Regions from separate parts of the Ovis aries genome. Here region 2 is linked to region 1. A link is a contact called in public Hi-C data. All regions are on one chromosome and are shown on one strand. Each heading gives the region's core, a stretch centred on a gene start, on an enhancer-like site or on the middle of the called end of the contact. The rest is flanking DNA. Distances are from core to core; before and after follow the strand shown.

Region 1 (7,886 bases), core at 3,209-5,708:
CATATAGATAGTTGTTGGTGAGTTAACAAGGTAGAGATATAAAATAATGAAATTTTAGCATTTGGAAGACTTCTAGAGAGCACCAACGTGAAACTCCCCCCTTTATTTCCAGTCAGAGAGATTAGAGTCCTGACATACCAGGCATGGCTACAGCTCTTCTTTCTGGCATTTTTATTACACAGACTTCCCTCCCTTACTCTAAGCAAGTCTTTAAGTAAATATATTTTGTCTAAAAGGCACTAATTACTTTTTCTACTTTGCTATTCCCATTTGTTGTTGTTACTTAGCTGCTAAGTTGTGTCTGACTCTTTTGTGACCCTACAGACTGTAGCCCTCCAGGCTCTGTCCATGGGATTCCCCAGGCAAGAATGTTGGAGTGGGTTGCCATTTCCTTCTCCAGGTTGTTCCCATAAGAGTAGACAAAGTTGAAACTGAGTGAATGCTTACTTAGCTGTGCACTTTTGACTACAGATCTCTTCACAGCTTCCCCAGGTCCCAGTGATCATAAAGGACAGGGACTACAGCTCTTAGATCACATAATTTCTCACAGAAGGAATGGTTGATGTGTGACATGCAAAAGCCAGACCATTACCAGGTGAAGGAATTATTAAGCCACTGAGGCAGGTTAAAGCTTCCAGACAACAGGGTTCTATGAAAGAGGACTGAAAAGTTGCTTCACGACAAGTAGAGGGAAAAAATAGTCCAACTCCTGCATAGGGTGTGAGCTAATCTTACAGCTGTCACTCTGAGGGTAATTCCTGCCTACTATTTATAAATTGAGACTAAGGATAAAAGCACAAGATAACAAAATGTTCCAGATACAATTCAAAATATAATGATATAAATGTCTAAAATGTGTCCAATAGGTAATATTTTAAAGTTTACCTTTCTCAAGTAGGACATGTGTACAAATACAAACGCAAAGGGTAAAAATGAAATAAAAGACACTGAAAAACTTGAGTAAAAAAGGAAAGTGCTAAACTAAACTAAGATGCTATAAAAAGAAAAATTTGGATGACCGAAATGTAAAGAGCAGAAGTCTAGGACTAAGATTAAAAAGTTGAAAGCAAACAACAATAAAAATGCCCCATAATAAATAAATATGAGCTAATGAAAGAACAAAAATGAAACAAAAAATCACAAGAATTGAGTAAAATAAGATTAAAAAATCATTTTTATAAACAGAAGAAGCTGCTCAAGTGTCTATCAACAGATGAATGGATAAATAAAATATGGTTTATAAAAGAAGTATTATTCAGCCACTAAAAGGAACAAATTTCCCATATATGCTACAATATGGGTGAACTTTGAAAACTATGTAAGTGAAATAAACCAAACACAAAAGGACAAATATTATATAATTCCAATTATATGAATTATCTAACATGGGCAAATTATAGAGACATAAAGTAGGTTAAAGTTTTCCACGGTTCAGGAAAGGCAGGAGTGGGGAATTCTAGGTATATTTTTTTCAGGTGACCACAGGATTTTGGAAATAGTGGTAACAGCTGTTCAACACTGTGATGTAATTAATGTCATGGAATTATACACTTCAAATGGTTAAAATGGAAAATTTTGTTACATATACTCTACTACAATAAAAAAGTCAAAAGAGACTAAAAATATTAGTATGAAACTAGAAATTAAAATACGAAAATAACAAAATATGCTAAAATATTGCAAGAATATCACTCCTAAAGGCCATTTAAGGAACCTAAGGACATAGCAAGTATGCGGTAGGGGAGGTGATGTCAAAGGGGCAACAGCGCCAGCTGCTTAACTCAAATAACTAGGATGAGCACATAACTTGCCAACCTAAGGCACTTCTGGGAGGAAAGGGGACACTGTCAATAACTATAAATGGACAATAGGTGTAGACTGAGACTGTTGGAGGCAACAGAGGAAATGTGCTCATTCTACATACAAGGGCAATAGGTCCTCAAGGTTGAGGTCATGCTTGGGGGCTGGCCAGAGTACAATAGCCCGAAAGCATCTTCTAGAGGAATACAGTGGTCAAGAATGCAAATCCTTTTTTCAATTTTAACAGAGAAGTAGCACAATTAAGTGGTTTTCACTAAAGTTTACTAATTTTGGATTCATAAAACAATCAGCATATTATTAGATTTTATTAAGAGTTATTATAACAGTCCAGGAATTTTAGAAGGCAAATTATACTTTAAGCTGCACTGGTAGCACAGGAAGGAATTCCTAAGGGGAATCATTTTTTATAAATGTACATTTTTACATATTACATTAGAGCTCTATAAATATATATGTATATATTCTTTTATACTTACATATACTACAATTGAGTCTGACCATTAAAAAAATCAAACTAGATTTACTGAAAAAATTAGTAACTGATCTCCTACCCATTCTTTATTTTTAAGCTAAAATTAGTATTTAAGGCCTACACAGAGGTTAATTTAAACAGTCCATACCTTACATAAGAAGTTCCGACTTGGGATGTTTCTTGCTAACTCTGAGATCCTGGGTTTATTCTGCAGACACTTGGTTAGGTGATATTTTTTCAATTTTATTCTATTGAAATAATGATCAGCGAAGTTACAGTGATTCAAGTGCTCTTTCTGCATGCATTTCCCAAGGTGAGGAATACTATACTTCAAGGCTTGGAGAAACAGTTTGCTCTTCTGCTGCATGGTATCAAAGTCCCTGGTTTACGCTCTCTTATGGGCTGCCAGCACATGAATGATTTTCATAGGAATGACTGTACAGCAGTGGGTTCTCAGAGCATCTAAGATCTGCAGCTCTTAACTTTCCCCTTTGGGGCTGTGTACCCCTCAGGTTACAAATAACTGCAGACAGCTGATAACTCAGGTTAAAAGTATTGAAAACTTGTACAAGTTAGTTTCATTCAAGTCATATTTCTTGGCAGATGTGACTTAAATGTCTCTTTAGTAAGGTCAATCTTATCAGGCTCAAACTATGCAGCACTGATTCTGGTACACACATGGGCAAACTAAAAAAAAAAAAACAAAAACGAAAAAACAAAATAAAAATCTGCAATAAATACAAAGACTTAATGGGGGCATCTCAGGAACTCTGAGGGCTTTAAAAGGCAAACCGGCTTTGATTTTACATAATTCAGATCTTATCTTTTATGTGTATTGGGTTGGTCAAAAAGTTCCTTCCAGTTTTTCACAAGATGTTATGGAGAAACCTAAATGAACTTTTCGGCCAACACAATATATGCAGGATGAACTGGAAAAGACTAATTACTGAATAAAGGCAGAGAAGGTATTAGTATTTATTGAGTGTTTCCTACATGCCAGATGCTTTTATATACTTGATCTAATTTAAACTTCATAGGAATCTGATACAGTCGCTATTATGTGGATCTTACAGGTGAGCAAACTGTGGCTCAGGGAGGTTTAAGCAACTACCCCAGGTCACCTCTACAGAAAGTGATAGAGAAATGTCTATCTGCAAATAAAAACAACTGGACTTTGATGTTAAAGCTCTTTAGTTGCAAAAAACACTTCAGGATGCACACAGGAAATGTGATGCCATCTGTCTCCTGTTGGAAAGCCCGTTCTTTTTAACCTATCTAGCAAGGTAAGTAAGGCTAGTGAGTAGTTAAGTCAGAGAAACCTGGGTTCAGGTCTTCACTCCTGCACTTACCACCTGTGCTTAGCTTCCTCCTGTGTAAAACAGAGATAATAACCCCACTAACTATTCTAAGAATGAAACAATAAGTTATGCTTAACCCTTAATCAAGTGCCTGGGACGCAGTAACCACTCAGTAACCCTTGGCTACTATTTTTTGGATAGGAAATATCTAGATATGTTGCACACTGTTGAATGTCATCACGAAAGTCTTCCACAAAATGTTTCTGGGTAGCAAAGGGAAAATACTGCGTCAGCTTTACCACAGCTCGGATCTGCTACGAAGTAGCAAAAATAAAGGAGAGTTGAAGTAGGGAATGAGCAGCCGATAGCAGCAAAAACAAAGAAATTAAGTAAAGTATGAGAAAATAAAAGAAAGGCTCTAAATGACTACATCCCTGCCGGCAGCCTCCATCCATCCATCTTCCACCCGCAGGGAGAAGACAGCCGGTTAACGATGGGGGTAGGGCAGACACACGGGCGTTCCTGGGAGAACCTATTCGTTTTTCCTGTGCATCCGAGGCGAGAGAGTGGTACCATGTGTCACGCAGTTAAGTGACATCGGTCAAAAAGCTAGGACTAAAGGACTGAGGGATGGCTGGATGGGGAGAGGAAGAGGTGAAGGGACGAGACCCCCCAGCCTACGCCCCCCAATACGTACGCAAATTGAAAATCAGCCTGGCTCTAGATACCGAAACGAGTAAAGGCACGCCCAGAGGACCCGAACCTCTCAGGAAGGAGTGCAGCTGTCACCTCGACCGCGTCCTGCCGAAGACTGCGTTCTGCAGCTAGCAGAACCACTGCCTACCCAGTGTCGCCGAGAGCTAGTTTGCAGCACGCGTTCTACGTAACCCCCAACTAGCACGCGCTCTAAGCAGATTCCACCATCTTTATTGTGGTCAGGAGTGGATTTTTCTCCTTCTGAGATCATTATTGCTCAAAATACAAATCTTTTGGATCTTTGCTAGTCTTCAGAACTCGAACTGAAACAGGAGAGAGGAGAACAAAAAGGGGCAGGGTCGCGCTAGATCTGCCACAGTTCTCGCACCCTCTGGTCTGCCCTCACTCAAGATGGCCACCAGCAAAATGGTGCAGTGACGAGAGTCGCGCTGCCCTGGTTGCTAAGGAGACGCGACTACCGGAAATGCGGCATTCGGGGAGGGCTCGGGAGCTAGGGCAGAGGGAGGGAGGCCTGGCGTCACAGGTCCTGACTGGGAAGAAGTAGGCAGGTCCTGGCAGGGGAGAGCTGTGGCGGCGGGATCTCAGGTATAAGAGGCTCTAGCGGAATGGAATCTCAAGTCTCTGACGCCGCCGCCGGTCAAGCAGAGCAGACGGCAGGCGAGGGCCAGGCAAACAGCGGCGCCGCTCCGGGATCCGCAGCCTCGGCGCCGTTGGGTGCCGCCCGGTGGAAGCTCCTGCGGCAGGTAAGGGAGAGCTCTCTTAATTCACTATTGCCTCTGGCCACTCCCCTCGCAAGCTATCTGTAGCTCCTCTTCCCTTGGAAGCTCGGGGAGTTCCCTCACAATTTTATCAGGAGCCGCCTGAGGAGCGCCCCCTTGGTTCACCTACGGGTCCCACCAAAAAGGGAGGCATCAGGTGGCATCGGTAGGGAGGGGGCAGCCAGAGCTGAGTCCTGGGAAACTCCGAACTAAGTAGAAGATTCCTTCCTAGACATTAGTCTGCATCTGAGGGACTTTTCTTCTTGCCCGCCAGCAGGGTTGGTGGAACCGCCGCTCCGCAGCCCATACTGCCCTTTTCTGCTTCCGTTTTACTTTCTTCCCCTGGTTTCTTCTCCTTGCTTCTTAACTCCCAGCCTGTTTCTAGCCCCAAATCTGGCCCCTCTTTTGGTGATCAGCGTGGTTGACTGTGTAGGGACTGTGGCGTTGCACGTGTTGCTTCGGTTTCTTCCGTGGAGCTGAGAGCCAAGGGAGTTGTAAGAGCTGCCCCCGCCCACCCCTTCTCTTCCACGCGATAGTTACTTGTTTATCTTGTGGTTTGAAGTGATCAGTGAAATCCTTGCGTCTCTGTATGTTGTTTACTGGCGATTATCTTTTAGCACTTCGAAGATGCCACTGTTGCGGGTAACTTCAGTGGTGTGCCAGTTGGAAAATTTTCTTATTTGACATCACTGACACTCCTTGCCAAAGTGCTTGAAGTGAAATCTGTTGTTGATACCTCAATGTTATGCTTCTGCCTGGGGTTTCCTGCTGAAACCTTTATTCAGTGGGACACTTTGCGTTTCTGATTTGTATTTTGAGAAGAGTTTCTCAGCTACTGCCACTTTATTTGATATTGTGTGTTTAGTATTTTGGGGGTTACTTTGTTTGCAGTTGTCGGGAGTCGTCTTTTCATACTGTGGCATTACAGTGCTGTCATGACACAAAGACCTTTTCTTTGCTGACACATTGACAGCCCTTGCAGAGCATTCATGATCTGGTTTTGCTATTAGTGTTACAGATGGTATTATAGGATAATAAAATACATGTCCTTATAGATCATTATTGTAGGAACTTTCTGTAGTGAAGTAAACAAAGTTGAATTATCAAAATAGTAAATTAAGGCTTTAAATTGATCAATCAAACCTTATTATGATGACAAGTGATTCTTAGTAAAAACTCGAGTTGACCATCATTTATATTCATTCTGAGTTGCTGTCTACTTTAGCATAAAAGTGAGTTTTAGCCATGGCTGCCATTTGAACTCCCCTCACGCTTTGAAATTTAATGTTTTGGTATATTTGTGCTCACTGCTTAGAGTCTTTCTATCATCTTCTCTACTTAATAAATGACTGTTCATCCTTCAGACCTCTGTGTCAATCGCCTCTTATGTGACGCCTCTGCTGACTCCTATGGGCTGAGTTAGACCCATAGGTGACTCTATGCGTAACCCCCTTTCACACTATTTTAAGACCATTTGATTAGAATCCATCTTTCTCATGAGAATAGGAATTCTCCTCGGGGAATGATGTTATTTTATTAACCTCCATCTTCTGCACAGGGCCTGGGTAGTTAATTTTTAGTAGATAACTGTTATGTGTTGTGGAAAGCCTGAAAATAAGGACAGCCTTTAAGTGGCCCACAGGATCTTATCCTCAGTGTATTGTATCAGAGAGCTATCACTGAGTAACAAATAACCACACCATCAGATATTAATACATACATGTACTGTTGTATGCAATGCCATTACATACATCACATACTGTTGCGTACAACAGTGAGCGTTTATTCTGTTTGTGGGCCACTGACAGGCTGCGATCAGCTGAGTGGCTCTAGGCTGCATGCTTGGTCCACATGCCTCTAATCCTGAGATGAGTTAGCTAACATGTTTTCATGGTGATGACAGAGGTATAAGAGAGCAAATGCAACCACTGAAACATATTAATATTTTAAATATTTACTAATATCCTGTTGGTCAAAATAAGAATCTTAGTCAACGGGGCAGAAAAAAAAATTTTTTTTTTTCCTTGGAGAGGGCAGGGGAGAAAGTGAATTTTTTTCTGTAATAACTGAATCTGCCATGTGTTTTAAACATTTTCAGGCTCTTTGTAAATATGTTTCAAGTGAGCAGACCATTTGTATCTTATGAGCATTCAGAACTGGAAAACTGAGAAATCTGAACAATACTAGAGATATGAATTATTTTTCCCTTTCTTATGGGACATCTTCATGACATCAGCTTCAGTCAGTCAGTTCAGTCGCTCAGTCATGTCCGACTCTTTGTGACCCCATGAACCGCCGCACGCCAGGCCTCCTTGTCCCTCACCAACTCCTGGAGTTCACCCAAACCCATGTCCATCGAGTCGGTGACAACCATCTAACCATCTCATCCTCTGTCATCCCCTTCTCCTCCTGCCCTCAATCTTTCCCAGCATCAGGGTCTTTTCCAATGAGTCAGCTCTTTGCATCAGGTGGCCAAAGTACTGGAGTTTCAGCTTCAACATCAGTCCTTCCAATGAATACCCAGGACTGATCTCCTTTAGGATGGACTGGTTGGATCTTCTTGCAGTCCAAGGAACTCTCAAGAGTCTTTACCAACACCACAATTCAAAAGCATCAATTCTTAGGCACTCAGCTTTCTTTATAGTCCAACTCTCACATCCATACATGACTACTGAAAAAAACATAACCTTGACTAAATAGACCTTTGTTTGGAAAGTAATATCTCTGCTTTTTAATATGCTGTCTAGGTTGGTCATAACTTTCCTTCCAAGGAGTAAACGTCTTTTAATTACATGGCTGCAGTCACCATCTGCAGTAATT
Region 2 (7,886 bases), core at 3,896-6,395, 190 kb before region 1:
AAGTATGGGGTAGAGGGCAAAATTCTCTGGATTTTGAAGATAATTTTTAGCACATGTAGCCCAATTCTTGCTAAATTCCCAGATACCTTAGGATAAAAGAGCCTCAGTACTAAGAAGTCCTTTCTCTAGAAACACTTTCAACAGAAACAACATTGCGGATTCATGAAAGTCAGGGTTGAACATTTCTAAGAAAGTGGCAGTGGTCAAGAAAAGGGAAAACTTGTTTTCCTACTCTTACTCACCACACTTCTGACACCAAATGTGTGGGTTGTTTTCCTCATGTTATACAATTCTGGCACTAACTACCTGGAGTTAGCACAAATCCCACAGGTTTCAAAGTTTAGTCCCACAAGACCAACCCTGACTTCAGGGGCTAGTCATCAGTTCCAGGTTGTGACCTGTACTTCTAACCGATTAGGTATAAATCAGGAGTTCCTACAACCCCCTCCATGGGTTTGATACTTTAGACGAGCTCACAGAACTCAGCTCACAGGGAAACACTATCACCTGCTTTTGATAAAGGATAAAACTCTGCGATTCATGGGGTCGCAAAGAATCGGACATGAATGAGCGACTGAACTGAACTGAACTGAACTGAAAACTCAGAAACAGCCAGAGGCTTCCCTGGTGGTCCAGTGGTTCAGATTCTGTGCTTCCAATGCAGGGTGCATGGATTCTGTTCCTGGTGAGGGAACTAAGATACCACATGCTTCTTGGCTAGGCTAGAAAAAAAAAAAAGAAACAAAACTCAGGAAGCTGAATGAAAGAGATTCATACGGCAAGCTACGTGAGAAGGGTGTGAACTTCCATGCCCTCTTGGGGCTCACCACCCTCCTAGCACCTTGATGTGTTCACCAACCCAGAAGTTCGCCAAAACTTGTCATTGAGGGTTTTTATGGGGGCTTCATTATGTAGGCAGGATTGATTAATTCATTAGCCACTGGTGATTAAGCCCATTTCCAGCTCCTCTTCCCTCACCAGAGGTCAAGTTGAAAGTTCTAACCTTCTCATTACATGGTTGATTCCTCCAGCAACCAGCCTCCATTCTCCAGGAACCACCTCATTAGCTTAAATTCAGGTAGGGTTCAAAGGGGCTTATTATGAATCACAAAAAATTCTCCTGACACCCCTGTCAAGAAACTACAAAAGTTTTAGAAGCGCTGTGCCAGAAACCAGGGATAAAGACTGAATATATAATTATTATAACTACCATATCAGTTAATACATTCCATAAGCAGCAATACGCATCATCTACCATAGCACGTGATTCACAGTGAATGCTTAGTAAATATTTGTAGAGTGGAGCTGGTGAATTTTTTCTTAAGTGAAGAAAACAGGTTTATTAGTGGAACATTAATTTTCAGTGGCTAAGAAGGGAGTGGATCAGATGAGACTACTTGAAGTATGACACTGAAGCTCGTTGTCAGAAACTACAGTATCTGCATATAAGAGGCACATAAATATGCTGAGTGAATAAATGAAATTTCTTCTAAATTTCTCCTAAAAAATTCTTTATAGAGAATTTCTTTCTCTATAAAGATTCTGATTCAACTGTGACAAGCATTACATTAGGTGTTATTATGTACCATATTCCATTTAATCTTTAAAAGTCATGTGAAGTAGGCAGCATTGGATTACCAAGGGTGGGCTTAGTGTACCAGCAAAAGTGGGGCATCCAATTTGTTTGGAGAAAATTGATACCTGATGTCTTACTTAAAAAAGAACTTAAGAGTACTACAGTCAACATTGGAAAAATCGGGACCTTTTCTACATTACGTTTAGCATTATTTCTATTTAAAATTATGTATTAGGGAGTGCTTTGTATTACTAAGAGTGCCCAAAGCTCTTCATCTGACTCTGGAAGAAGATGTTATGATTCCTATTTTACAGAATAATAAACTGAGGCTTGTTTACCAGCTGAAGAGCTCAGTTACTAGCTGAAGCCACACAGCTAGTTTTTAACAGAGCCCACTGTGATGATACTCAATGACACATTATATGTTAACGATAAAGTGAAGTCGCTCAGTTGTGTCTGACTCTGCGACCCCATGGACTGTAGCCTACCAGGCTCCTCTGTCCATGGGACTTTCCAGGCAAGAATACTGGAGTGGGGTGCCATTTCCTTCTCCAATGATACACACTAATTTTGTGAATCTTCTTGGACCTTCCCTATTGGTTTAGTTTTTTAATTAAATAAAGTATATAACAAAATTAACTTAAAATCTTTTTGATCCTTGTATTCTCAGCACCTAGAAGAGTATTCAGTACATCTTTACAGTACATCCTTATTCCTGATTGAAAGAAGGAATGATGGACAATCTTCAGCCCACCTAAATGATTTTGCTTTGTATTAATTTTGAGGCTAACCAAGGGAAAGTGAGAAGGAAATCAAGCAGACCCAGAGAATTCTCTGATGACCTTGCTTGGATTCTCAAGACAAGGGTCCTGAGATGTCGCCACTTGTAGGATCTTTAGCATGATTCCTATTTTGGAACCTGGGATCCTAGATTCCCTTACCCCTATATAAGGCATGTCAGGCAAAGGAGTATGATCTAAAGAAATAGATTCTGTGAATCATTTAAGAAATATTTCCTGAGAACTGTATGATCCCATACTGATAATGAGGGGGACAAGAGAAAGGCAAAATCTAAATGGGCTATTTCGTTTCTTATTATTTTTCTTCCCAACATGCAAAAGTAGGGAAACTGAATTTTAACTCACAGTGTTTCCATTATGCTACCTCAATCACTGGAGTGCATAAAAACTACGTGTGAGAATTGTTTAAAAATTCACTTGTCTTATCCCCTGGGTCCTTGCTATTAGAGATGTGAGTGGACCCAGGAATCTGCTTCCCAGGTGATTCTGATGCTGGTGGTCTAGCCATCATGCTGTAAGAAACACTATCCTTACACAAACTTGAGTAGATTAAGAAATCTGAATGGCAGTCAAGCCTTTATTTCTGCTATCCTCACAAAGGCCAGGACAATCACCCTATTTTTAAATCTGCCCTTCTCCCCAAAACACTGACAGCACCTAAGTTGAGTAACATTGTTTTGGGTCTTAGCTTAACTGTCCGCCCAAACCAATTTACACCAAAGTATGAACAAAGGTTAAATTCTCTTTCAGGGCATTTTCATTGGAAAAAATGAAAAATTTCATTACATTTTAATTTTCTTTTTGTTGGGGGTGGGGAAGGAGCAGAGAATCCCATGGACAGAATCCCATAGACAGGCGGGGAAGGGACCTGGAGAATCCCATGGACAGAGGAGCCTGGGTGGGCTATGGTTCATAGTGTCATAAAGAGTCAGACACTAGTGAAGTGACTTAGCATGCATGAATGCACCTTTTAGTCTAATTCAGTTGCTGGAAGAATTATGTCCACTTCTTTCATCCTCTTATTGAATCATTTATTCTAGATTAATCCTGCATTAAGCCTTCCTCTGTAAATTTACAGGAAAGATCCTTTGGGTCATCACCGTCTCTATCATGTTTCAGTTACAGCAAGCATCATCTTATAATTTATTTTTGTACTTCAGCTCTACGTACAGGGCCTGACAAATAGCAGGCGTTCAATAACCGTGGAGCGAACGAATGTCAAAGCCTAGGCCAAGAGTTTCTAAAATCAATGTTGACTAAGAAACAAAACACGGAAATGCTAAGGGCTGAATGCCAGGTAGTGCGGGCCTAGAAGAAATAAAAATAACCCCTAACAGCACAGAGGGAGAAGGCGACGGCACCCCACTCCAGTACTCTTGCCTGAAAAATCCCATGGACGGAAGAGCCAAGTAGGCTGCAGTCCATGGGGTCGCTAAGAGTCGGACACGACTGAGCGATTTCACTTTTACGCATTGTAGAAGGAAATGGCAACCCCACTCCAGTGTTCTTGCCTGGAGAATCCCAGGGACGCGGGAGCCTGGTGGGCTGCCGTCAATGGGGTCGCACAGAGTCGTACACGACTGAAGCGACTTAGCACCAGCAGCAGCAACAGCACAGAATCCTTCCGAAGGAATCACCTGTCTTATTTTCTTACATCGCTTTTTGGCCTCTCCACACACCCCAATTTCCCGCTCTCTAACTCCTTTTCTTCCCTTACGGGGACAGGTCAGGCAGGTAGTCCAGTGCAGCTGCTCTGATTGGTCGGCGATGATTTCATTGTTAGGGAACATCCGGGCCTTTCTCCTCCCCGCACCACCTCCCCCAGAGCCCTGCCTTCTGAGTTTCCCTCTCCCGCGTGCGCCCCACCCGCTGGCTAAAGCAAAACAACCGCCTCTCCTTGGATCGCTTCTTGCCCTCGCCTGCGCCATCCTTCTCGTCTCTACGTCTAAGAGAGGCGTTTATATCTTCCAATGAGGGCCTAGTAGGACTTTGTTTGCCAATCAGCAGCGAACCCCCTGCAATTCCGGGTGGGACTAGGCCTCCACACCTATAATTGGACAGCCCATTGGCTCCTTTATGGCGTTTGGTTTTACGCAAGGCTTAGAGGTCAAAAATAAAGGGGCACGGTCTTCACAGAACGAAAAGGCTCCTCACAGACTCTCTAGGTTTGACCGTTTTGGAGGACTAGCCAATCGCTTTTCGAATACTTCCCCGCCTTTTGCGCGTTTATTTAAAAAAAGCCGGTGTGACGGACTTGGAAATTGGTTCCGTGACAGACATGTAAAGAAAGCCAATGATTGAAAGTTCGGGCCACCATTTGGACCAATAACAAAAGAGAATCGCTAGGGTCTGGGCTCTGAGAGGCAGAGCGCAGGTGGGCGTTACTTGATTGACGACGGTCTCTACTTATGTCTGTTAGGGTGGGTTGGTCCCTGATATCTGCGCGGCATAGCAGAGGCGGGGCTGAATGAAGTAAAGGGTAATGATGGGTTGGGTCTCACTCAGTGGGCGGTGTTTGATGGATAGCTGACCTTGCCAATTGAAAATGGTCACTTGTGTCCAATGGGAAACTAAGAGCCCAAGGGCGGGGCCTTGTGGGCGGGGAAAACTAAGGACGGAGCTACTGGGGCTGCCGGACTGGGAGGGCGGTGATTGACGGGCCGGCCAACCAACCGGCTTCAGTGAGAGGCCGCGTGGCGTCCCAATGGGTGGGAATGGGGGCGGGGCTCTCCGAGGGGCGGGGAAGGACAGGGTGCGGGGAGGGCGTTGCAGAAGGAGCGGAGCGGCTGCTGCTCAATGGCGGAAAAGCCGCCGGTGCTCTGACCGCCTCGTCCCCCTAGCAGTTGCGGGGGAGTTTCCTGCCGGCGCGGCTGGAGTCTCTGTTTCTCAGGGTTAGGTGGCTGGAAGATGCTCCAGAGAGACGAGGCTGCGGCGGAGGAGGTGGCGGCGGCCGAATCGGCAGCGGCGCTAGGGTGGAAAGAAGGCGGCAGCGGCGGCGGCGGCGGCGTGCGGGGCCCGAGGGTGTAAACAGCCCCGGAGGCGGCGGAGGCGGTGGCCAAGACCCCGAGCGGGAAGCGGCGGCTGAGGCAGGGTCGCGCCTCCGTTGGAAGCCTGGGCTGAGTGCAGCAGGGGGGCTCTGCGGCGGTCGCGAGCGGACGCCCTAGACCTCGCCTCCCTCCCTCGCCCCAGGTAAGGCCGCTGGGCGACCCGGCGAAGGGGAAGCGGCTCGCGGGCACCGCGGAGGCCCCGGACCGTTTTCGGGGTGCCGCCGAGCCTCGGCTGGGATCTCTGCCCTCTAATCCTCGCCTCTTTTCTTGGGCCGCGGAGCCCGGAGGAGCGGTACGCCGGGCCTGGCTCCTGGCTAGGCCCCTTCCCCGCCGCCTCCGCGCTCGGCCGAGGTTGGGAGAGGCTCGGGGCCGGGAATTTTAGTTTGCTTCAACGTCTGAAAGTAAACTGCTTGTTCTTGTTCTCTGCGAGCATCTCTATCATCTGAAAGCACTGGGGCTACTCCAGGCCTTAACTCGTTCCGTCCTGGTGCATGCCTATATGAAAACACTACCTTTTCCCATTTGTTTCCTTATTAGCTTCTGCCCTCTGCGCTCCACTTCACTTCCTTGTTAAATCTTCTTTCTCGCTCTTCTATTTCTGCGTCTCATCACCTTCTTTTTCCTTAGTGACTTTAAATCGTTTCTCTTTCTCTTCTCAGCCGACTCCGGGCTTCCTTCCTTGCCCTTCCGAGCAGTCCTTTTCGGATGTCTGTCTTTTTACAGTGAAGCTACTATCGTCAGTATTCCAAATCCACCAGAGGCCCATTAAGAATAGACTCACCAGTTTGAAGCGGCAGATCAGTTTTTTGATTAACTGAGCCTGTCCGTTTTAAAAAATTGTGTTATTAAATGCAGAGTGTGGAAATAGCCCTGAAGTTATTTTAAAAATGAAGAGCTCAGTGAGTGTTGTAAGAGTTATTTCATTTTTCAAGTTGCATGACCTCCAATGTCAGATTGACTAGCTCTAGAACATTTGCCCATTTTAAGCGTTTAATAGCGACCCACATTCATCAGTATTCAAGTTGGCTTAAAAACAACTTGGAAACTTTAGAAAGAAGACATAACAACAACTAGGAAGCTGTTTTGATGAAGGCACTGCTAACTACCTTTTAAAACAGGCTCCACATGTTTAATGTATCAAAATAAAGTTGGCGGGAGTCTTGTAAAAAGGATTATTTAGGAATTTGAGTAGTCTCAGTGTTATGTAGCTATTTTAGGAGAAACATTCTTTTTCGGTTAACAATCGTTTACAACTCCTGTGATGTGAGAATTACCGAGGTTTATTGCGGGATTAACACAGGAACTCATTTTATTTGCGCTACTGCGTGGATGCAGAAGTGGTAAATTGTTCAGGGTAGATAGTGCAAGCCAGTATGTTCCAGTGGATGGAAAAGTATGCCACCAACACTGAATGCTAATAGACATTATTTCATTTACTTTTTCTGTTGTGCAATAGCAAAGTTATTATTGTTGGCCTACTTTTAAATAGTGCATTTCTAAATAAATAGTGAGGCAGGTTATTCTAATTATTATTATAGTATTTTCCAAGTGTACAGCCTTTTAAAAATATAGCTAAAATTACACTATTGAATAATGGTAATTTATTAAAGGAATAATTTTGTAGGCTTCTTGAACAGACAGTGGTTTCAATAACACTTTTATTTAGTATTTGAACAGATTTTGTTAGTCAACAGATTTTCAGGGATAATCCTGATTTTTACTGTGCTGCTTTCTCTCAGTTGCTTCTTTGTCTATTTTTTTTTAATGGTCGTTTGTGTTTTCTCATCATTTATTTTTGCTCTCATAAAGTCTTACCACAGTTTCTGCAGTGTTTCTTTATGTTGCATTGTCAATATGGAATAGTATTTTTATTATATCTTTCATAACCATTAAGTTTTCCCCAGTTTCTTCGACATTATCCTTTAGATTTATGTTGTGATTCTTCTCTTAGATGTGACCAACAGAGCTTTAAACACCTGTTTTCTTATAGTGGGTGTCTGATTTTCTGTAAAGACTTGAGGAATAAGTGAAAGCCTTTTCAGTTTGTCTGCTAGGTCAGTAAATACTATTTTATGTTAGTAATTCACATGTAATTATCAAACCCCTTAAGAATACATCATTTGAAGAAGTGGGATAGTCTCTAAAATAAGAACACCTCGTTCACAATTTGACAAGGTCAGAAAAAGTGGCTCTCATTGACAGTTTATTTTCTTACATAATTTTCTTATGGAGTCCTTTGAATTAAAATGTGTGGATAGACTTTCGCTTGGCATTTGTGGAAGAGTAGCATTTGCCATTGGATTGTTTAGCAATCATAGTGTTTCATTAAAAATTGGCTGAGCCTGTAATGGAAGAATTTGCACACATGTCCTTGTAGGTGGATTGGTAAACATTTACTACACATGATACTGGGAGTGAATGTTCCCCCTTCACACAGACACAGACACACACTCATTGGTGTTA

What was found. A called contact is a pair of places that touch in the nucleus more often than the background predicts.
Region 2: a Hi-C map of muscle shows a contact between it and region 1, with 6 times the contacts expected there. The contact joins the promoter of PPM1B here to the promoter of PREPL in region 1. A contact is called at or near these places in 2 of 16 Hi-C or Micro-C datasets (blood and muscle).

The regions. Positions count from the first base shown.
Region 1 is chr3:79,963,865-79,971,750 of ARS-UI_Ramb_v3.0, reverse strand. It overlaps PREPL (prolyl endopeptidase like), which reads right to left and starts at 4,458. Exons shown (of 15, transcript XM_060412217.1): 1 at 4,355-4,458; 2 at 2,442-2,980. The coding sequence starts at 2,660. CAMKMT (calmodulin-lysine N-methyltransferase) reads left to right here and starts at 4,841. Exons shown (of 11, transcript XM_027966883.3): 1 at 4,841-5,051. The coding sequence starts at 4,914.
Region 2 is chr3:80,150,972-80,158,857 of ARS-UI_Ramb_v3.0, reverse strand. PPM1B (protein phosphatase, Mg2+/Mn2+ dependent 1B) reads left to right here and starts at 5,145. Exons shown (of 5, transcript XM_042246234.2): 1 at 5,145-5,565.